7 separate regions of the Mus musculus genome follow, and all the other regions are linked to region 2. The links are chromatin contacts, called in public HiChIP or PLAC-seq and promoter capture Hi-C maps. All regions are on one chromosome and are shown on one strand. Each heading gives the region's core, a stretch centred on a gene start, on an enhancer-like site or on the middle of the called end of the contact. The rest is flanking DNA. Distances are from core to core; before and after follow the strand shown. Region 1 overlaps Fbxo42 (F-box protein 42). Region 2 holds the start of Fblim1 (filamin binding LIM protein 1). Region 3 holds the start of C630004L07Rik (RIKEN cDNA C630004L07 gene). Region 4 holds the start of Tmem51os1 (Tmem51 opposite strand 1). Region 5 holds the start of Szrd1 (SUZ RNA binding domain containing 1). Region 6 has its middle 5.7 kb from the start of Gm13056. Region 7 holds the start of Cplane2 (ciliogenesis and planar polarity effector 2).

Evidence for each region. Promoter capture Hi-C pulls out the DNA fragments that hold promoters and counts their contacts. HiChIP or PLAC-seq counts read pairs in DNA pulled down with a chosen protein or histone mark.
Region 1: a promoter capture Hi-C map of liver shows a contact between it and region 2, with 2.3 times the contacts expected there. The contact joins the enhancer-like site here to the promoter of Fblim1 in region 2. A contact is called at or near these places in 2 of 39 promoter capture datasets (cranial neural crest and liver), 3 of 484 Hi-C or Micro-C datasets (cortical neurons and embryonic stem cells), 7 of 115 datasets of contacts at active chromatin or transcription factors (embryonic hindbrain, embryonic stem cells, pancreatic cancer cells and 1 more) and 1 of 9 other capture datasets (adipose tissue).
Region 3: a contact with region 2 is called in an H3K4me3 HiChIP or PLAC-seq map of embryonic stem cells, with 7 times the contacts expected there. The contact joins the promoter of C630004L07Rik here to the promoter of Fblim1 in region 2. A contact is called at or near these places in 1 of 39 promoter capture datasets (embryonic stem cells), 4 of 484 Hi-C or Micro-C datasets (the G1E-ER4 cell line, cortical neurons and embryonic stem cells), 5 of 115 datasets of contacts at active chromatin or transcription factors (embryonic midbrain, embryonic stem cells, kidney and 1 more) and 4 of 9 other capture datasets (adipose tissue, embryonic stem cells, liver and 1 more).
Region 4: a contact with region 2 is called in a FOXA1 HiChIP or PLAC-seq map of pancreatic cancer cells. The contact joins the promoter of Tmem51os1 here to the promoter of Fblim1 in region 2. A contact is called at or near these places in 3 of 484 Hi-C or Micro-C datasets (all in embryonic stem cells) and 6 of 115 datasets of contacts at active chromatin or transcription factors (bone marrow-derived macrophages, embryonic stem cells and pancreatic cancer cells).
Region 5: an H3K4me3 HiChIP or PLAC-seq map of embryonic stem cells shows a contact between it and region 2, with 9 times the contacts expected there. The contact joins the promoter of Szrd1 here to the promoter of Fblim1 in region 2. A contact is called at or near these places in 2 of 484 Hi-C or Micro-C datasets (both in embryonic stem cells), 5 of 115 datasets of contacts at active chromatin or transcription factors (astrocytes, bone marrow-derived macrophages, embryonic stem cells and 1 more) and 1 of 9 other capture datasets (adipose tissue).
Region 6: an H3K4me3 HiChIP or PLAC-seq map of embryonic stem cells shows a contact between it and region 2, with 9 times the contacts expected there. The contact joins the enhancer-like site here to the promoter of Fblim1 in region 2. A contact is called at or near these places in 1 of 39 promoter capture datasets (neural stem cells), 8 of 484 Hi-C or Micro-C datasets (the G1E-ER4 cell line, bone marrow-derived macrophages, cerebellum and 3 more), 9 of 115 datasets of contacts at active chromatin or transcription factors (acute myeloid leukemia, embryonic stem cells, epiblast stem cells and 2 more) and 3 of 9 other capture datasets (adipose tissue, liver and pancreatic islet).
Region 7: an H3K4me3 HiChIP or PLAC-seq map of neural tube shows a contact between it and region 2, with 4 times the contacts expected there. The contact joins the promoter of Cplane2 here to the promoter of Fblim1 in region 2. A contact is called at or near these places in 3 of 115 datasets of contacts at active chromatin or transcription factors (embryonic hindbrain, embryonic midbrain and neural tube) and 2 of 9 other capture datasets (adipose tissue and embryonic stem cells).

The regions. Positions count from the first base shown.
Region 1 is chr4:141,157,901-141,160,600 of GRCm38.p6, reverse strand. All of the region lies in intron 1 of Fbxo42 (F-box protein 42), which reads right to left. Among named protein-coding and RNA genes, the nearest start is that of Fbxo42, 11 kb to the right of the region's middle. Within about 2 kb of position 1,285, at least 59 of the 459 cell types and tissues checked have an H3K27ac peak or open chromatin away from gene starts, as enhancers often do. A contact at or near this core is called in adipose tissue and liver, where this site is marked.
Region 2 is chr4:141,598,645-141,601,344 of GRCm38.p6, reverse strand. It overlaps Fblim1 (filamin binding LIM protein 1), which reads left to right and starts at 1,421. Exons shown (of 9, transcript NM_001163256.1): 1 at 1,421-1,497.
Region 3 is chr4:141,243,597-141,246,296 of GRCm38.p6, reverse strand. It overlaps C630004L07Rik (RIKEN cDNA C630004L07 gene), which reads left to right and starts at 1,407. Exons shown (of 2, transcript NR_165245.1): 1 at 1,407-1,502. It overlaps Arhgef19 (Rho guanine nucleotide exchange factor (GEF) 19), which reads right to left. Exons shown (of 18, transcript NM_001379647.1): 3 at 1,331-1,479; 4 at 1-122. The coding sequence starts at 93.
Region 4 is chr4:142,083,002-142,085,701 of GRCm38.p6, reverse strand. It overlaps Tmem51os1 (Tmem51 opposite strand 1), which reads right to left and starts at 1,404. Exons shown (of 5, transcript NR_027137.1): 1 at 728-1,404; 2 at 1-21. It overlaps Tmem51 (transmembrane protein 51), which reads left to right and starts at 1,398. Exons shown (of 3, transcript NM_145402.3): 1 at 1,398-1,640.
Region 5 is chr4:141,138,486-141,141,185 of GRCm38.p6, reverse strand. Szrd1 (SUZ RNA binding domain containing 1) reads left to right here and starts at 1,390. Exons shown (of 4, transcript NM_001025608.2): 1 at 1,390-1,494. The coding sequence starts at 1,444.
Region 6 is chr4:141,282,748-141,285,472 of GRCm38.p6, reverse strand. No RefSeq gene overlaps it. Among named protein-coding and RNA genes, the nearest start is that of Gm13056, 5.7 kb to the right of the region's middle. Within about 2 kb of position 1,437, at least 27 of the 459 cell types and tissues checked have an H3K27ac peak or open chromatin away from gene starts, as enhancers often do. A contact at or near this core is called in embryonic stem cells and epiblast stem cells, where this site is marked.
Region 7 is chr4:141,212,572-141,215,271 of GRCm38.p6, reverse strand. Cplane2 (ciliogenesis and planar polarity effector 2) reads right to left here and starts at 1,316. Exons shown (of 6, transcript NM_001081174.2): 1 at 1,209-1,316; 2 at 800-949. The coding sequence starts at 911.

The sequences.
Region 1 (2,700 bases), core at 36-2,535, 440 kb after region 2:
GCTGAGCTCAGGCTGCCAAGCTCATGTAGCAGACACCATTACTCAAGTCGCCATCACAGGCCCTGAATTTCTGTATCTAAGAAAAAACCTGATATAACTGTAACTTTAAACATAAGGCTTTGGTTGTTTAAAAAAAAAAAAAAGAACAAATCAAAAGGGAAGTTAGAAACAGTGCCTTTTTTTCTTTTTCAGACTTGGTCTCTAACCACTCCAGGCTAGCCTTGAACTTGTAACCCCTGTGTTTCAGCTTCCTGATTGCCTGTGCGACTATGTCCAGCTCTCCACATTATTCAGGCCTAGATCGTTAACAAAATTTAACTAACACTGTATTTTACTTTTTGTTTGTTTGTTTTTGTTTTTGTTTTTGTTTTTTCGAGACAGGGTTTCTCTGTGTAGCCCTGGCTGTCCTGGAACTCACTCTGTAGAACAGGCTGGCCTCGAACTCAGAAATCCGCATACCTCTGCCTCCTGAGTGCTGGGATTAAAGGTGTGTGCCACCACGCCCGGCTGTATTTTACTTTTATCTAATAAATTCCAACTGATTATATCAATAAAACTTTCCTACAGTCAAATCACAGAGTTTCATAAATTAACTCCACAGAGCTTGGTATCAGATTCTCACATATTAGTTGAATGCCCCTGGAGAAGAGGAATGCACCCCACCCCCAGAGCGCCCACGCTGGTGCGTGCGTTTTGGTGCAATTAAGGGAAGCAGCTTCCTCTTCTGAGGCAGCCCTGTGTCCATCAAGGCCCAGCCTTACAAACTCTTAACTCACTGTGCTCTCTACAACAGTTCTGCAGTGAAACGCTCTCTCCTAACAGTTCCTAGAGCTGCATCTGTGAACCCTCATTCAAGTGGTTTCTGCTACTGCACAGGCAACAGGAGCACAAAGGACAGAAAAACATCAGAACTTCTGCATTTGGCAACAGTTATCCTTAAATATGTAAACTGGGGGGAGGGGGTGGCTTGACTGAGCAAGGTAATTTTCAGACATCTTTCCACTGAAAAAAAGTCATATACACATAGCACACATGCAGAGGTGGCTTCATGTACCTTCTTTGCAATAATAAAACCCTGCAAAACTGAGGTGGCTATGACAGGGCCCCACGGCTTTGGTTGCCCTCGCCTAAAACACACTACAGTAGCTCAGCTGGCCTCAACTACCTCCTTAGATCCGTACATAAAATAAACTGACACTAGGTGGCCGTCAGTGGCCGTCAGACATCTCAAGCACTCCTTCCACAATGAACTTCAGCTTTGCAAGCACTGAATCAATGAACCTTTAACCTTTGCTAATCTCCACTGGGTGTCACCAGGAAGCCTGCTCGTTGTAAAAGCTCTGTCTAAGACACTAACAGTTACTTATCAATATCGATATTCTGCCTTCTCGTAGTATTGAGGAACACACCCACAGCAAGCACTCCACCAGCCGAGTGTGCTCCCGGCCTCTATTTTAAAGCTATTCTGTTGTTTTATTTACGTGCACAAGTGTTTTGCCTGCATGTAACCATGTGTGCCACATGTGTACCTGGTGCCTGTGGAGATGAGAGTATCAGATCCCCTGGGACTGGAGTTACAGACGGCAGTGAGCCCCATGTAAGCTCTGGGAACAAAACCCAGGCCCTCTGCAAGAGTAACCAGTGCTCTTAACTGCTGAGCCACCTCCCCAGGCCCAGTGTTTTGTTTTTTAAGGCAGGAAGGTAATATGTAGCTGAGGCTGGCCACAAATTTACATTGATCTGCATGTCTCTGCCTCACAAGTGCTGGGATTAGTGGCATGTACTACCATGCCTGGCTAGGAACAAAGTCCTTACTGATGAAGTTAATGATACAGACTAGTTGTAGCGTACAACCTTGAAATGCTGAATGCTAAGGATTCCAGTGTGAGTGTGATAATCGTGAAATGTATAATTGGCCTTTCTTCTGTTTCCTGGCATACAACTTCTAAAAACAGGAGAATTTCCAAAGTAGAATCTTTCTGTACTAATAGTTAACTGACAACTGGCAGCCCTAGGAGCTTCAGGATTAGGACTGACCACGAGAAAGATTAAAGCATGATTAAAGAGTCAGACTATCAGGCCAACCCTCCAATTGCTAACTTGATCACCAATAGCCAATGATTTGATCAATCAAACTCAAAAAAGCACTAAGCACTGAGCGTGGTGGTTCACACCTTTAATCCCAGCACTTGGGAGGCAGAGGCAGGTGAACTTCTGAGTTCCAGGCCAGCCTGGTCTACAGACTGAGTTCCAGGACAGCCAGGGCTACACAGAGAAACCCTGTCTTGAAAAACAAAAGAAAACAAAACAAAAGGCACTAAGCATGGTGTACAAACCTGTAACCCCAGTTCTTAGGAGGCTGAGGCAGGAGGATCAGGAACTCAAAGCCATGCTTACCTACAAAACAGAGTTTAAGGCCATCCTGGGCCACATAATATTCTGCCTAAGACACACAGAAACACACCAAGAACTCTGGGTCTGGGGAGACTGCAGGCGGCTACTGTGAATGTAGAACATCTTGAGGTGTGCCCGAAGGGCATGGAGGCTCACTGCAGGCACCCCCATTTATCCACAGCCTGCAGTGTGTGAGTGTGTGTGCCTGTGTGGCTTGTGCATGTACAGGGAGCCCGGAGCAGGCTTCTCCTCCATCCTGCTCTGCCTCACTCCTTTGAGACAGGGTTGCTACTGACCCTGTTTTTG
Region 2 (2,700 bases), core at 172-2,671:
AAGAGGCCCCATTGCCAGGTTGGGAACGCACCCAAGGGGCCCCTGGGCACCGGTAGCCTCAGCATAATACTGGGTTCTGTCCTTGGCTCTCATCTGGGGATGGTGGCAGCAATCCAGCCTCTGGGACTAGCAGATCCGGGTGCCTAAGGGGCACTCTCCGGTCTGGCTTGAATCTAGCCTTGTCCAGTGCCCATTGCACAAGCCTCGGTCCTCGCCGGCTTCAGTGTCTGGTCTGTGGGGTGGGACCTATCAGCCCTGGAGTAGAGTCTGGAAGGGTTAGATGAAAGGTTTGAAAGGGACACAAGGGAAGTCTCTAGAAACAGCAGTTACTGTCGTCGTTGTGACTCCACACTGGCGGGTAGAATCAAATGGAAAAATCTAATGGCAAAGACTGGGGAGGCCATTAAGGGGGTGGGGCTTAGTGGGGAGGCGGAGGATGGAGCTGAGCACCCAGACACCCCACTCTGACACCTCTCTTCTGCAGCAATACAAGGACCACCTCGAGGAGCTGTTGTATGTGGGGGGGGGGGGCGAGGAGGGCTGCAGAAGGGGACCTAATCCTTCCTAGTTACCCCCCCCCCATGACTCTGGGTCCAGCTCTCCCCTGCCCAGTCCCCCATTGTGCCTCTAATCGAAAGAACAATCGGCTTGCCTGGGAATCAGACCTAGATTCCTTTCCCCTGCAATGTCTTCAGGTCTCTAGGGACCTGAGCTGTCCAGAGCAGCCCCAACCCAGGCCGCAGGGCCCTGTGCTCTGCTTCTTCAGGGGCCAGTAACAGGGCCGGAAAGCAAACAGGTGACCTGATTGTTTCCCCTGTCTCCTGTAAGGGCCTCTTTCCACTACAGGACCTGAGACCCACTTGTAGAAGGATTCATAGGCTCACACAGGCAGTGACAGCCCAGGACAGCAGATCCAGGTGACTTGCTTCGCTGGGGTGTCTGAAAACCCTACCCCAGGCATCCTTTGAATAAGCCCCGCAACTCCAGTATATGTTAGCATTATCGCTTTAACTCTAGGCCACGTTGCAGAGGTGGGCTGTGCGGACCCCATTTTAGGAATTAAAGATTGAGGCTTAAGAAAACGGGGTTGACAGTCCAGGTCATGCGTCTAGCCTAACTTATGACCCTGAAGGATTTCAGAGTCAGTCTGGCTACAAGTACCCCTCTCCACCAATTGGGGCAGGTGGAGCCTCTCATCCAGGTGACCTAGAGCGAGGTTGGCTAAGGATCCCACTCCCCAGCCCGCCCCGCCCCTCCCCGGTGCACCGTGGGGGTGGGCAGCGGAGGAGGAGCCACAGGGAAGGGGAGGAGTGGTGGGAACAAAGGGAGGGGGCGCGGCCACAGGTGGGGGGGCAGGTAGGGCGAGCCAGCGCCCCCTCCCCGAGCGTCACCTTTTATGGTAAGGCGCGCGCGGGGCGGCGGGCGGAGGGAGGCTGGGGCGGGAGCAAGGGGCGGAGGCGCAGCGCCGGCGGAGGCCGGGCGTGGGGAGCGCGGCAGGTAAGCGGGTGCGGCGTGGGGGTCCTGGCTGTGCTCCCCGGGCAGGGTCAACTTCAGGTGGCCACATGGGCAACTCTCGGCCACCGTACTGAACCCAGCTCGGCGCGGTTGGGGGGCTCGGGGCGGGTACTGTGTCTTGTCCCTGTGTGTCCCAGGATCTCAGCCATTGGGGACTCTGGGAGGCTGTGCGGGGACGGCACAGGGGTCATCTCCTGGCTCTTGATTGGGACGGGTTGAGCAGGGCAGAGGCTCCCGCACAAAGAGGATAGCGTCCCGCATATGGATCGAATTATAGTCACTGCGGTGACCCGGCCAACTGTCCCGCTCTGCTGCTGTGCCAGGGAGCAGAGTTCCCGAGTTCTTTTGCCCCTCCCGGACCCTGTTTCCAGCTCCAGTCTGGAGAGGGAAAGGAGGGTCCTGGGGTCTCCTCGCCTGGCTTGGCGGGGTGTGGAAGTGGGCGATCCCCAAAGTGAGTGCAACTACTCCCCCATCTCCAGGCCAGACCTGAGGTCCCAGGGGGAGAGGCTGGGCAGCGCCCAGATTCCAGCTTTTAACAATGGAGATCACTGTCCTCCAGCCGCAGGGCTCCTTCTTCCCCCCTGGGGCTGAACGACCAGCTGGCCTCCCCAGCCACCCTCCAGGGCAGACTTCTATTCTCTTTATGAATAGAAAGCGAGCCCAGAGAGGTTGAGTGACCGCGTCAAGGTCGCCCAGTACAAAAGACCGGTAGCCTGAGGAGATCTGACTTCTGCGCCTCTTCCTTTCTCTGGTCTAGGAAAGAGGATGAGAGAGGCCCTTAGCCTTCTGAGATCGCAAGGTGTCTTGTGGGAGTGAGTGGGGGGACATTCACTCTTCCACTTTCAGCAAAGTTTAATTCTAGTCCTCAACTTAGATTGCTTATTGGTCTGTGTGAAAGAGCAATGCTTAGAAATGACTCGGAGGTGGCTTTAGAGTGCGGGCAAAGAGTTATCGAGGCCGCCAGCACATCCCCTCCCAGGGGCTGCAGCCTAAGGCCGGCCCTGGCTGGCTGGCTGGCCGGCTCTCAGCCTCCTTCCTTCCTCTTGACAGGAAATGACTTTCTTTCCCTTTGTTCCCACTTTCTCCGCTTACCCAACTGGATCTGGGTGTCTGATTTGCCCTCCGGGGGAGGAAGGATGGGGGTGGAGGGTCTGCTGGGAAGTTTTCATAGAATGCTCCCCCCAA
Region 3 (2,700 bases), core at 158-2,657, 360 kb after region 2:
GCTCTCCTGCTGGCACACAGCTACTGGGCGACGGGCGGTGCCAGGTGGTCCAGCCAAGTGAGGCTGGAGGGTTGCAGGTGGCCCACAGTCCATTCCTTCTTTACTCTGTCACCCTCCTGGGCCTGCAGGAGAGAAGGTGTCAGACCCAGATATAGTACGACAGGGAGGGACAGTGAGCCACCATGTCCTGGAGGCCCGCACAGACCCTCATGCACACATGTGCACAGGACACAGATACACTCACATGTCTGTTTAATAAACGCCAGTAGGAATCACCAGCACTTAGCAGATGAGGAAGCACCCACATAGCATCTCATTTAATCTCCATCGACTGACTTAAGGAACTGACGCCTGTAGGTGAGAGAGCCAAATGGCAGAGCCAGGATTCTCACACAGGTGTCACGGCTTCCAAAGCTGCGTTCTTAGCCACCTAGGAAATTCTCTCACATGTGGACATGTGACCAGACATACAGATAACATACACTGTCACACGAATTCATGCTCCAGCACACAGACCCACATTTTCTTCTGGCAAACATAGTTTCACAGATAACTTGAAACATGTCAAACTCCAGTACCCGGTATACAGTCACCAGTCACATCCTTTTTGTTTTTTTTGGTTTGGTTTAGTTTGTTACACAAGCTTAGATTTTTCTCTTACTCTCTCTCTCTCTCTCTCTCTCTCTCGCTCTCTCTCTCTCTCTCTCTCACACACACACACACACACACACACACACAAGTTCCAGGCATGTACGCACATTCCAGGATGCAGATACACACAGCCCCCAATGTCTCATTCTGAAGTTATCCAACCCCTTCCATACCCAGACTTGAGGCCCTTCACGCTGAGTGATGCCTACAGCCTTGCCAAGCTGGCTGGGAGGGTCACAGACTGGCAGGAGGGCCACCACCCAGATTAGTCCCTCCCAGGAAAGAGCAGAGAGATGCCCAATCCCCAGTTTGGGGTGACTGAGGGGTTTATCCCCATTCCAGCTCCCAGACACTGGATCAAGCCAGGCAGAATGGGCCGTTTCTGGGCAGGACGCCATCCCTGGGCAGTGTGCCAGCACCCCAGGGCGGGATGGTGAGCCCAGTGGTCCAAGACCCTCAAACCTCTGCCCTGGGCCCTCTGTGGCCTCTCTCTTGCCCCTCACCTCTTCAGCTGAAGCTGCTGCCGCCTGCCTGCTCCGGCAGGGAAGCCCTGTCTCTGCCCAGCTGGCTGGGGGAGATCCCACCCAGACAAAGAGTTTGATTCATCAAACCCTGTGGTGAGGCAAAGAGAGGGAGGGAGCAGGCAGCGGGCTGGGGCTGGGCGGGGGCCTACACTTGCCTGGTTGCGCTGTGGGCAGTCTGGGCAGCGAGGACCCCTGCAGAGGCCCCTTGGCCAAAGGGGCAGTGCCCAGTCTGGCAGAAATAAGAGGGAGACCCAGAGAAATGGCGGCCTTAGAGACAACAGCTCAGGAACTGGCTCTGGAGACTCTGAAGAAGAGAAACCACAGAGGGTGAGACCCTTGAGGCCCCGGGGACAGGCTGAGGCTGAGACACCTCAAATCTCAGACTGGTCCAGATTCCCAGGCAGATGAGAAGTCCCGAAAACAAACAAACAAACAAACACAGGGAGACTGACTGGGGTGAAGAAATAATAGCTCAGTGGGGTTGCCTGGTGGAAGAGCCGAAACAAAAGCTGTTAGAATCTGAGTTGGCATGAAGCAAACCACAGGCACTAACACAGAAGGGGGCTGGGCCCAGTCCAGTCTCAGTATGCCAGGAAGGCTTCCTGGAGGAGATCCCAGCTTACTGTTGCAAGGTTCAAACCCTCAAGGACTCAGTACAAAAAGATGGAGCATTGACCCCAGGCCGGAACCAGCAACATCAGGGTGCGTCTGGTATATGAGAGTTGGGGCTCCCCACTGTACCCCAGCTTCTTCTCTCAGTTTGGGGGGGATTGAGGGAGAGGCTGGCTGTTTCTCAGGGGCTCTCTCCCAAAAAACTGCTGTACCTCACTCCCTTGTTTAGCCCTTGTCCCTTAGGTCTATAAGTACTAATCTGGGTAGCTCACTCAACCTAAAGTAGGAGAGTTGGTACCCACTTCCTGATGCTAATACAAGAATTAACAGCAATGCCTCAGGTACAGGGCACTGTGAGCCTTGTCTCTGGTAGGCGGTCCCCTGAGTGTCATCTCACTTTTTGGTGGAGGATGCCTTGGGCCAGCAGCCAGTAGTAGGAGCAAGCAGAAGGGGGGCAGAGTCAGCTCCTGTCCAGCACACAGGTCTCTTTTAGGTGTAAGTGCATACTCGGGCCTAGAATCCCCCCTCCACGCCCCCCGGAGAACAACTCCTGTCCACCATGATTTATGAAGTTAAATAAGCAAAACATCAGATCTTAAGGCAGAAGCATCTTCAGACCTCAGAGGAGAAGGCTGAAGGAGGAGCTAAGGGCTTTCAGGAAGACAGGATAAAGAGATGTGTCAGGGGTGGGCAAGCTGGTCTGCTTCCACAGTGCTCAGGCCTGGAAAGGTCATGGCTAGACAGGGGTTCCAAGCCAAGCAGAGTGTCAGGAAGAGGACATGGGAGTTGCCTGTCAAGCTGGGGCGCCAGCCCAGTAGCTTCTCAGGATGCAGACCACCCAACGCTGATGTTAGTGATTTAGGTCCAGAGCTGGGTTTAATACTGGGTAGCACTTCTCTGATGATAATATAAA
Region 4 (2,700 bases), core at 155-2,654, 480 kb before region 2:
GGATAAGGAGGCAGGCAGCTCCTGGGTGGGAAGAGGTAAGAAAAAAGAAACACATTAAGGCAGAAGGTTGGACAGTGTGCGATGCGACTCTTTTAGTTTTCCTCTCAGCTCAGCTTTGGCTGTTAAGTCCTTGGTCTCTCCCCGCTTGGAAGAGACAGACCTGCCCAGCTAGATTAGATGCGGTGTAGGGGCAGGTCTAGAGCTGAATCCCGGCATGGAAAAGTACCAGTATTCCTTGCTTCCACCTCTGGGACTCTCTGAATGACCTGCCTCGAGTCTGTCAGGGTGAAATGCAAACTATAGGCCCGGGCTGTGCCGGGTGGAGAGGTTGAGGGAGAATGTTCAGGAGGCGAGGCGGGGCGGGGCGGGGGTGGGGTCACCCAGGCCGGGTTCAGAGTAAGGACGTGAAATGTTAGCAGTTACTCTTGCGCTCCGAACCTGTTTCCAAAAATGCCCTTTTCACTTCCCAAATCACAAGCCATTTCCCAATTAATCCCTTTCTATCAGTGCAAATAAGAAGTAGCAGTGTATAGAGTGTGATTGGACTCCGGAAGTATACAGCTCGGGAAGTATGTACCCAGGAATTCCAAGTGAACTTGGCTGCAGCCAAGCTGTGCGGTTTATCCAGAAAGCGGACTTTCAATCTCTCTCTCTCTCTCTCTCTCTCTCTCTCTCTCTCTCTCTCTCTCTCACACACACACACACACACACACACACACACACACACCAGTAGGAGGCGCCTTTTAACCCCAGCCGAATCCTCTGACACCCGGCTGCCCAGGGACTTCTCAAGCCTTGAACTTCAAAGAGCTGGCTGCGCACCCACGAAGCCACCCAGGTCGAGATTCAGAGCTGGCAGGGCACATAGATCTGTGCCTGGAGTCGTGGGGTTCCCAGGCAAACTTCCAGCCAGGTGAGGCGCCACTCAGTTCAGATCACCCTCCCCGGCTCCAGGCGGAGGGAGAAGCCAGCCTGTGATTCGCTGGAAAGTTTTCTGCCAAGCTGGGAACGCGCCCCTTACGGGAACACTCCCGAGCTAGACTAGGGCTCGAAGTGGCGATCCGGAGGGCGTCCGGGACACCAGAGAGTGGGAAGCTGACCGAAAGCGTGAGCTGAGAGGCTGGGAAAACTTCCCTTCCTTCCTCCTTCCCTCCTCCGCCCATCATTGGGCTTGGCTGCCTGGAGCCGCAGGAGCGGCGGCCTGCGCGCACAAGAAGGTGAGTTTACAGCCAGGTGAGGTCGCCGAACAGGGACTCCCAGCTCCCATTATCCCTCAAGTGCCCCAGTAGACAGCCATTCCCCAGCCTCAGAGTAGGAGGTCCGGGACCCTGCACTGCGTTGCAGGGCCAGGCCCTCCAGCCTGCTCCGCCCCAGGGTCCGGGTCCCCGCCTGGTGGCGTAGGGCGCAGGGTGGGCAGGTGGGCGGTGCCTCCTGCGGGCGCCCTCGGTCCCTCCCTCCTGCTCTCGCTGCTTTGGGCCGCGCTGGCTGATCGCCACAGAGGTCCCCGGGCTGCGCGCCCTCTCCACGCTGTGCTCCCCGGCTCCGGCTCCGCGGCCCGCGATTGCCTGGGGTGGGGGTGTCGCGAAACCCCCAGCCCCGGGCCTGCGGACAGAGACCAAGCGTGGCCCTTTGCCTTCGGGGTGAGTCTGCGTCCTCGCGCCGAAAAGAGCACGGTAGGGCCCGGGTTGGGTATCCGTGCGTCCGGGAGCATCATGTCGGACATGTTCCTCAGGGGACTCCACTCCGCCCCCCCCCCCCCCCCGCACCCTCTGTAGCCGCACCCGGCTGATGTGGAGTTCTCCCGCCTCCCCGCGTCGCTCTGGCTTTGGCCTCGAGGGCCCCCTGTTGGCGGGGACAGGTTCCATCCGCTTGTGCCTGGACAGAGCACCTGGGCACTTTTGAGAGGAAAGAACTTGGATAGGGCACTGAGCCGGCCGTGGGAGCCTCTGTCCTAGTAATGTAGGGGTGGACATTGTGTATTCTTACTTCCTTCTGACTGTTACCGGATTAAGAAGCAATCGAGGGGTGGAGAGCCAGCGGTCCTCCAGGGTCCTTAGTTTCTTCGCCTGTAAAATAGGAGTGACTATAGGAGCCCGAGGAGCCCTAGGCTGAGGCTAAGTATTCGCAGACCAATGACTGTAAATTAAGTTACAGGGTGCAGGGGAGAACAAAATACCGACGACATAGTAAGTTTGCTTGTAATTGATATGAATGTTGTGGGTGCATTTGAGGAGGGAACGCCAAGTTTGATTTGGCCACTTTGAGAATTTTTTTCTCACGCACAAGGTAGGAGCAGGAGACCTGTCAGTGGGGGACCCTGCAAGGTGGTGGGTTTCTCCTCTGATGATATATGTGACCCTGAGCCAGGTCCTTGGCCAATATGGAAACTTAGAGATGAAGTCAGGAGTGGAGTGAAGGGGCAGGACCTAGGCGAGTTAAGCAGGCTTGGGGGGGGGGGGTAGGGATCCCCACCTGTCCACTTCAGGGCTTCCTCTAGTTCCTCTAGCTTTTGTTTTGAAAGCAAACTTGAAGGTTGGCTTCTTAAGAGAAGGGTCAAGAGCTTTCCCACTGAGACCTGTCATTCAAAGGTCCTTGGGGGGAGTTACTCCTTTCCAAATATCTCCCTCAGAACCAGATCAAAGGTTCCCCCAACCCAGACAGAAAGAAAAGGGTGAGCAGAGAAAAAGAGACTGGTGGCCA
Region 5 (2,700 bases), core at 141-2,640, 460 kb after region 2:
ACTCACTCTGTAGACCAGGCGACTCAGAAATCCACCTGCCTCTGCCTCCCAAGTGCTGGGATTAAACGCGTCCCGGCGACCCCCTTAGAATTTTTAAGGGAAGTCAGATACCGGTTGTGACTCTTCAGTATAATAAGGTGTGTGTGGGAGGAGGGTGGTGGTTGTTGTCTTGTTTCCTTTTGGTTTAATTTTTGAGACAGGGGCTGTCCTAGAACTCATTCTGTAAACTCACAGAGATTCCCCTGCCTCTGCCTCCTGAGTGCTGGATTAAAGGCGAGGGCCAGCACTGCTCAGGCAGTGCCTGCTTCCTAATGCCATGCTTCTCACCATCTTCAGCTGTCTGAGTCTTTTCTTCCTGCTGCCTTAATTCTTTTCTTTCTTTTTTTTAAAGATGTTTTAATTTATTTATCTGTAAGTATACTGATACTGTAGCTGTCTTCAGACACTCCAGATCTCATTACAGATGGTTGGGAGCCATGTGGTTGCTGGGATTTGAACTCAGGACCTCTGTAAGAGCAGGCTGTGCGCTTAACTGCTGAGCCATATCTCCAGCCCAGAGATGCTTTTTTCTTTTTTCCTCTCGAGACAGGGTTTCTCTGTGTAGCCCTGGCTGTCCTGGAACTCACTTTGTAGACCGGGCTGGCCTCCAACTCAGAAATCCGCCTGCCTCTGCCTCCTGAGTGCTGGGATTAAAGGCGTGCGCCACCACGTCCGGCCAAAGATGCTTTTTAATCCTTTCTTTAAGTATAGAAATGTCTCAAGAATGTTGTAAAACAGGGCTGGTGAGATGGCTCAGTGGGTAAGAGCACCCGACTGCTCTTCCAGACTGCTCTTCCAAAGGCCTGGAGTTCAAATCCCAGCAACCACATGGTGGCTCACAACCATCCTAACGAGATCTGATTCCCTCTTCTGGAGTGTCTGAAGACAGCTACAGTGTACTTACATATAAATAAATAAATCTTAGAAAAAAAAAAAAGTATGACTGGTTACCGGGTGTGGTGGCGCACACCTTAAAAAAAAAAAAAAATGCTGTAAAACAAACATGTGACCTGTAGCTTAGAAAAACTTAGACTCACTTTTTTTCTTTTGAGATTCAATTTTTGAAAAAAAAATTAATTTTCAATCATTGCCTGCCCTTAAGAAACGATGGTTCCAAAGCACACAGTTCCCGAACTGGAGCAGGTAACGTCACTTGAACTCTCTCATTCAGTAAACCAGCGAGCGTATTGACCTCATGAAAGATGGAGGCCGATCTGACTTCCCTGCCCTCTTCCAAGATGGCAGACCAGGCGAGTGGAGGACCTGGCCGGGCGCCTCTTCCGGGCTGGGGGAGGGGGCGTGGTCCATTGAGGAAAGCCCTGCGTGCCTCCGCCCGCGACTCAGGCGCGCTTCAAGGCGCAGGCGCGGGGAGGGGTTGGGGGAGGAGGGAAAGCGGCGAGTAAGATGGAAGATGAGGAGGTCGCTGAGAGCTGGGAGGAGGCGGCAGACAGCGGGGTAAGGAGGAGCTGCCGCCCCGCGGTAGGGCTGGGCGGACCTGGCGTGAGGGAAGCCTCCGGGGAGTGGGTCTGGGGAGAGTTTTCCCCAAGGAAGGGTCTCCCACGCCGGGCCGGAGGTGGAAGAGAGGCCCCCGGTCCCGGATCGCCGTGAAGGCCTCTTAAAGGGGCCGCGTTCCATTTCTCTCTCCACCTTTGCCGGGTGCCTCTCCGCCCAGCGGTGTGCGCTTCGCTCTGGGCGCCCCACCTTCTACCCCGGGGCAACTCTCTCTGGTCCCCCGCGCCCTAGGGACCATTTTAAAGTTCTTGAGCTCCGTCTGGTGAGGGAGGGGCTCGGGTGGAGTGCCTGGCTCGGAGGAAGAGCGGGAGGAGGCCCCGAGACAGCGGGGAGCAAGCGACCATGTGTCCTCTGGGACCACTGGGCTCTGGGCCGAAATCCCCCGCCGCTGTGCGCCTTCCGCCGCGGTGAGCGAGCCTGGTTTTTTCTCTTCCTTTCCCTTTTCCTCTTTCAGTTTTAGTCCGAGTTTTCCGGGGATCTCAGCAGAGCTCCCCTAAACTCTGCAAAGCATCTGCTCTTCCCCGGGACCCACCCTAAGATCTGCGCAGTGGGAAGGATCTCGGACTACGTTCTTCTGAGTGGAGGGAAGGGAAAGGAAGAAGGGTGTGATTTGTAAGATAGCCTCATGCCTGCGAGAAGGGGAGATTACCGATCGGTATGATGCGAGTGAGAGTTTTTGCTTGCCCCCAAAAGTTACAGGAAAAGGAAAAATTATCCCAAGTAGGAACTCCTCTATTAGATTCGTGATTCTCGTGGTAATTTCAGAGTTTGAGGTTCGAAGCTAACCCTCGTGGAGACGGAAATGTCTCTTTGGTGACCATGTGTCCGCGCCTGGGCTGGGCCGGGCTGGGCCGGGCCGGGCCGGGCCGGGCTGGGCTGGGCTGGGCTGGGCTCCGCTCCGGTGACATTCACCTCAAAAGTTTATGTGTGGGGAGTCACATATACTAGGATAGAGGAGGAGTTGGGTCTGTCTTCCCCTAGCGCTTCTAACCAGCACAGCAGTGGTGTATCTTCACAGGAATGTTGAAACTTGGCCTCGAAGTTTTTTCCGCTAGTTCAGCATTTCTCGAAAGATTGGTGATGCTTTTCGACTTAGCATTAACGAGCCTTGGAAGGCCTGCTTGGTTCAGCGATTATTTAATAGAGGTT
Region 6 (2,725 bases), core at 188-2,687, 320 kb after region 2:
TCTCCAGCCCCTAGAAGAACTGCCTGCCCAGCCGAGGGAAGGGACCACAGCCTCCATTCACCATTCATTGCTAAGCCTGGATCCGGGGGAGCCTTTGTGGCAGGAACAAAACCTGAGGATCAGCTGTTATCTGAGAGGCCCCTCCCGGAAGCCTGAGAGGTGCGCTGTGCCCCTCCTGGGCCCTGCAGTAGAGAGCCATGCCCTGGACGCTCCCTACTCCCCTGGGTGTGAGGCTGGGGGCGGGGAGGGGGGGAAGGGGGCGGACAGAGAGTAAAGTAGAATTCTGATTCCAATTTCATCCTCAGAAGACTGGGTCGTGGCTTGATCCTATTATCAAATTTGAGGCTCACAAACTGTACCCCAAGTCAGATCCTGCCACCATCCTGAGTAAGACAATTTAAAAAGGAGAGCGGGCTGGCTCCGGTGGACACACCTTTCATCCCAGCACTTGGGAGGCAGAGGCAAATGGATATCTCTGAGTTCGAGGCCAGCCTGGTCTACAAAGTGAGTCCAGGACACAGAGAAAACTTGTCTCACAAAAACAAATAGACAAAAAAAAAAATAGAAAGCAGAAAAAGATTTCTTGAGTGTGGTCACATTGGGAGTAGGGACAGAGAGTTCACAAACTTCCCACTCTTGGGTCGGCTCTGAAGTGAGACTAATGGTTAAATGGAGAGCTGAGGATGTGTACATCTAGGCAGCCTGGGTCAAGGCGCGGTCCCATACCCACCCACCCATTGTTGTCTGGGCTTTCAGCCTCAGCAGTAGGGTGGTCCAACAAGCTATGTGGATTCTCCCATCAGGGGACAAATTCCCTCCCAGAAGGGTAGGGCCTTTCCCTTCTCCCATTTTGAGATTCCTGGGGAAATTCCAATTTATGAAGTTGCTAATTATTTGGGCTGCACTGTTTCCTTGGCCTGATAGTCACCTTGAAAGACAAGGTCATCCCTTTAGAATGTCATCTTTTCTGCCAGATCTGTTTTAATGAGAAGTCTCTGTCTCATTGTTCACTAAAGGAGGACATGGCAGGCCCAAGCACACACACACACACACACACACACACACACACACACACACACACACAATGCAACAAAAGGAGACAGGGTAGTGGGTACCACCAGCAGGTTGAGGATTCTCAGAGGTTTCAATGTATAGAACTCAGACCATAGCAAAGGCTGGGTCTGAATGCAGAATATGCACGTGTGCCCTTGTGTGCACACTTGAGCAGAACCCGTGACTGCTTAGAGTGAACCTGCTCCCCTCCCCCACCCTCTGGGAACACCTTCATAACGTCCTCACTTCTAACCAAGGGCCCTATATTACAGGACTGAAGACTGTGTCCCTAGGGAGAAAGGGAAGCCCCGCCTGCTGGGGCTCTCCAGACCCTGCGGATCAGACTGCACATTAAAGCTGCGAGTCAGCCCGTGTCTCTCCGAGGCTTTGGGCTACAGTTTTTGCCTGGCTTGAGCCCCAGGCATTCTAGGAGCCAGATTCTCCCAGCTAAGAGTGATGAACAACTCAGCTGTAGACCACCCCTGGGGGCATCTGAGAGCATCAGGGTGTGTGTGTGTGTGTGTGTGTGTGTGTGTGTGTGTGTGTGTGTGTGTGTGTGTTAGTGTGGTGTGTCTTTTCAGGAGCCCTCAGCTCTGAGCCAGGATCCAGGGACAAGGTCCCCAAGTGGAGGAGGTTAAGGCAGACAGCCATGACTTCATTTCTAGGCAAGGGGACTGGAGCCCCAAGGTCACACTCCTGGGCTACCGCCAGCCAGCAAGGACAGAGACTTTAGGACTAGCTTATTTAACAAACGAGTGTGGACGCATATGGAGGTTTTTCCGACCCCCACCCCATCCCTGGCTCTCTCTCTCTCTCTCTCTCTCTCTCTCTCTCACACACACACACACACACACACACACACACACACACACACACACACACACACACACACACACAGTCCTTCTCTACTGACCTTCTGGGTCTCCCTTTCTTTGTCTGTCCCTTCTCTCACTATCCTGTTTTGTGGAGGCAACAACTTCCCCAGCGTGGGCGACTCTGGTGTGGCTCAGGCCTCAGCCCTAGTAGAGAAGCCTGCCCCTCGCTGGAAGGTCTGTCTGAGAAGCTGAGACCCCTAGCTCCTGCTTCCACATCGAGTCTCCTCCAAGTCTCTTGTCTACACTCTGAGTGTCTAGGATGTAGTTCCGAAGTGGGAAATAAGTTTTAAAACACACAGCCGGGTGTGGTGGCGCACATCTTTAATCCCTGCACTTGGGAGGCAGAGGCAGGTGGATTTCTGAGTTCGAGGCCAGCCTGGTCTACAAAGTGAGTTCCAGGACAGCCAGAGCTATACAGAGAAACCCTGTCTCAAAAAACCAAAAAAAAAAAAAAAAGTTTTAAAACACAGTGGAGCGCTTGTCTATCTCAGAGGAAGGGAGGCCTTGAGGTTCATCCTCAGAATTAAGCAAACACAGTGACTGGGGTGGTAGGTGGGTCCCATGCTGCAATCAGAGGAGACCAGGGAGCCCGCGGCTGCCTAAGGAAGCATGGAAGTGTGGGGCAAAATCAGGCAGAAGAGGAAGGGCATCTCCTTGCCCAGGTGCTGTTTGTATTTTGATGTTAATGCTGCTTCCTCCAGAGGGGCTGCCTAGACAGGGAGTGGATCACGTACTTGGGTGATTTCAAAGGACCCTTCTCCCCATTTAACTAATAAAGGCCACATCTGTGATCGGGC
Region 7 (2,700 bases), core at 67-2,566, 390 kb after region 2:
GGAAAAAAATTAAATTAATTAAAAAAATATATATATATATTACAATTTCTTCTTTAATAGGGAAATATAAGCAAAAATATTTACAGCTACTACAAATAAATCCCCAAACCAACTCATTGGGATCTTTATGAGTTCTTAAAACTGCACAGCAGGAGCTGGAGAGATGGCTCAGCACAGGCTGCTCTTCCAGAGTTCAATTCTCAGCACCTACATGGATGGTGTCTCACACTGTTTCCTCTTCTGGTCTGCAGACATTCATGCAGACAGAGCCCTCATATACATAAAATAAATAAATAGAAAGTTGAATAGGCAGGACATGGTGTGGTGATGCGTGACTTTGATCCCAGCACTTAGAAGATAGAGGCCAGGTGGATCTCTGTGAGTTTGAGGTCAGCCTGGTCTACATAACCAGTACTGGATACACAACAATGAATACTGGCAACATAGTGAAACGCTTTCTGAAACAAGGTTGCAAGGTTGCTGTGCAAAGTGCCCAGCAGAGGGCATGACCCCAAGTGAGGGCTCAGTCAACAGCATCTCTGGTGACAGTTGCTGTTGGCAGGCATGGGCTGTTTCCAGGTTCCTGGCTCTGTTGGTGGAATTAGCTTTAAGGAGATTTGGGGAAGGGGGCCTGAGACTAGAGGCTAGAGGCGGCACCCAGGAGACCTCGATGGTCAGAAGTGCTGTGGGGCAGGTTCCACAGATCTGTTCCTGCCGCCCCAGGGAGTGTCAAGAGTGTACTAGTGGCACGTGGTGAGGTCTGGGGGACGGGGGTGGGGTGAGGTGGGGTGCCGCTTACCAAACTCCCGCCGGCGATTCTTGCGCAGGATGCAGGCTAAGTACTCCTTACCCTCGACCGTCTCATGCCAGTCTGGGACAATCACCGAACCGTGCATGGGAGGTCTGGCCATGCTTGAGTACGCCAGTAAGGTAAGGATGTGTCCGAATACTGGGAGTAGAAGTGGAGAGAGGGCCAACCATTATCGCAAGGCGACTCCGAGGTCCTTAATCTCTCTCTGGCTTTCCTTTGGAACCTGGATCCCCATCCCGAAGGTGCATTTCTATAGCCCCATCCTTCTACATTGCTCTCTGGGGAACTAACCCATCCTTGTCCTGGGAAGGTATTTCCACAAGTCCCCTCTGCCTTATCTCCTTCCGAGCCCCACTTCGCCTCTACCCCCTCAATTCCGACTCCCGGGACCACCAACCTTCACAGTCCCCGCCAGCAGGGTGACGATTTAAAAGCCCGCCCTTCTTTTCTGTCCTGCCAGCAGAGCCTGCTTCCGTCAGGTCAAGACGCTGACCACGAAGCGCATGCGCAGAAATGTTGCCATGGCGACGCAGGCGGAGGCGGGGCTCCTGAATTCCGGCGGGTCTTTGTAGGTTTTGCAAGGTCTGCAGCTCCTTCCCTAAGCAGGATCTTTCTTATTCGACTTTACCAATGTGAGCTCATATTTTCCTATCAAACATGATCATCTCCCCCAGAAAGGAGGCTTCATCAGTTTTCTGAGCCTCTTAAGTTTCCTTTTCTACAAAATGGATATTATTTCCTTTCTTTTTTTTCTTTCCCTTTCTCCTCCTCTTCTTCTACCTCCTCCTCTTCCTCCTCCTCTTCCTGCTCCTCCTCCTCTCTTTTCTCATCCCTCTCCTCCTCCTCCTCCTCCTCCTCCTCCTTCTCCTCCTCTTCCTCCTCCTCGAGACAGGGTTTCTCTGTATAGTAGCCTTTACTGTCCTTAAACACTCTCTGTAGATCAGGCTATCCTTGAATTCACAGAAACTCCCCTGCCTCTTAGTGCTGGGATTAAAGGCATGTGCTACCATGTCTGGCCATTTATTTATTTACCTTCACAGGGTTCTTTACAACCATGCTGGGCAGCAAAGCTCAGCAGGTTTAGTTCTTACGCTCCTGTTATTAACATCACAGCTCCATCAACCCTGCCCAGCAGGTCCAGAGTCAAATACCTCTGGATTGAGGCTTCAAGGGGCTTTGTAAGAGGTCTGAATAAAGAGCCATTTGTCTACTAATTGATTTATTCATTCTTGTCATTCAACAATGACCAAGCCCCAACTGTGTGCCCAGCATCTGGTTGGTGCTGGGAAGCAAGGGTGAGCCAGAAGTCCTGCCCTCGGACTGGATGCTCCGGCCCGGACCTGTGAGCAACCCCAAAGATGGCAGCTCAGGAAATGCCTGTGAGCTGCACAAGATGAGCGGGTGTTTGAGACACTCTGAGTGACGTCTGTCATCTTCACCAGCATCTCGAGCAGCGTCTTCAAGGAGGGCCAGCCACTGCTTTGCAAGGAATGAGTTAAGTAGACTCCGTGAGGGCCGCTTGCCCTGGAGTCTGTGGACACTCATCTCTATATAAACAGCTTCATGTCTTTGCTACTCCAGATGAGGTAGCTGGAACACACCTCGTCAGTGGAAAAACAGACTCAGAAGCCTGGGTTACCTGACTCTAAAAACATGTTATCTATCCGGCCAGACTGGGTTCTGGGTTTTCAAGACTTCACCCTCGGCACCTAGGAGTGCTAGTGAAGTCAATAGCAGCAAGGAGGTCACAGACCCACGGAGGCAGACGGAGGTGGGCAAGGGAGGAGGGTGCAAGAGAGGGTGCTTCGGTCCCTGCCTTACGAGGCAGCAAGGCTGTGCAAGAGGAAACCATTTCTACTGGAGTCTGTGGCTGGACGGAACCCATTGCA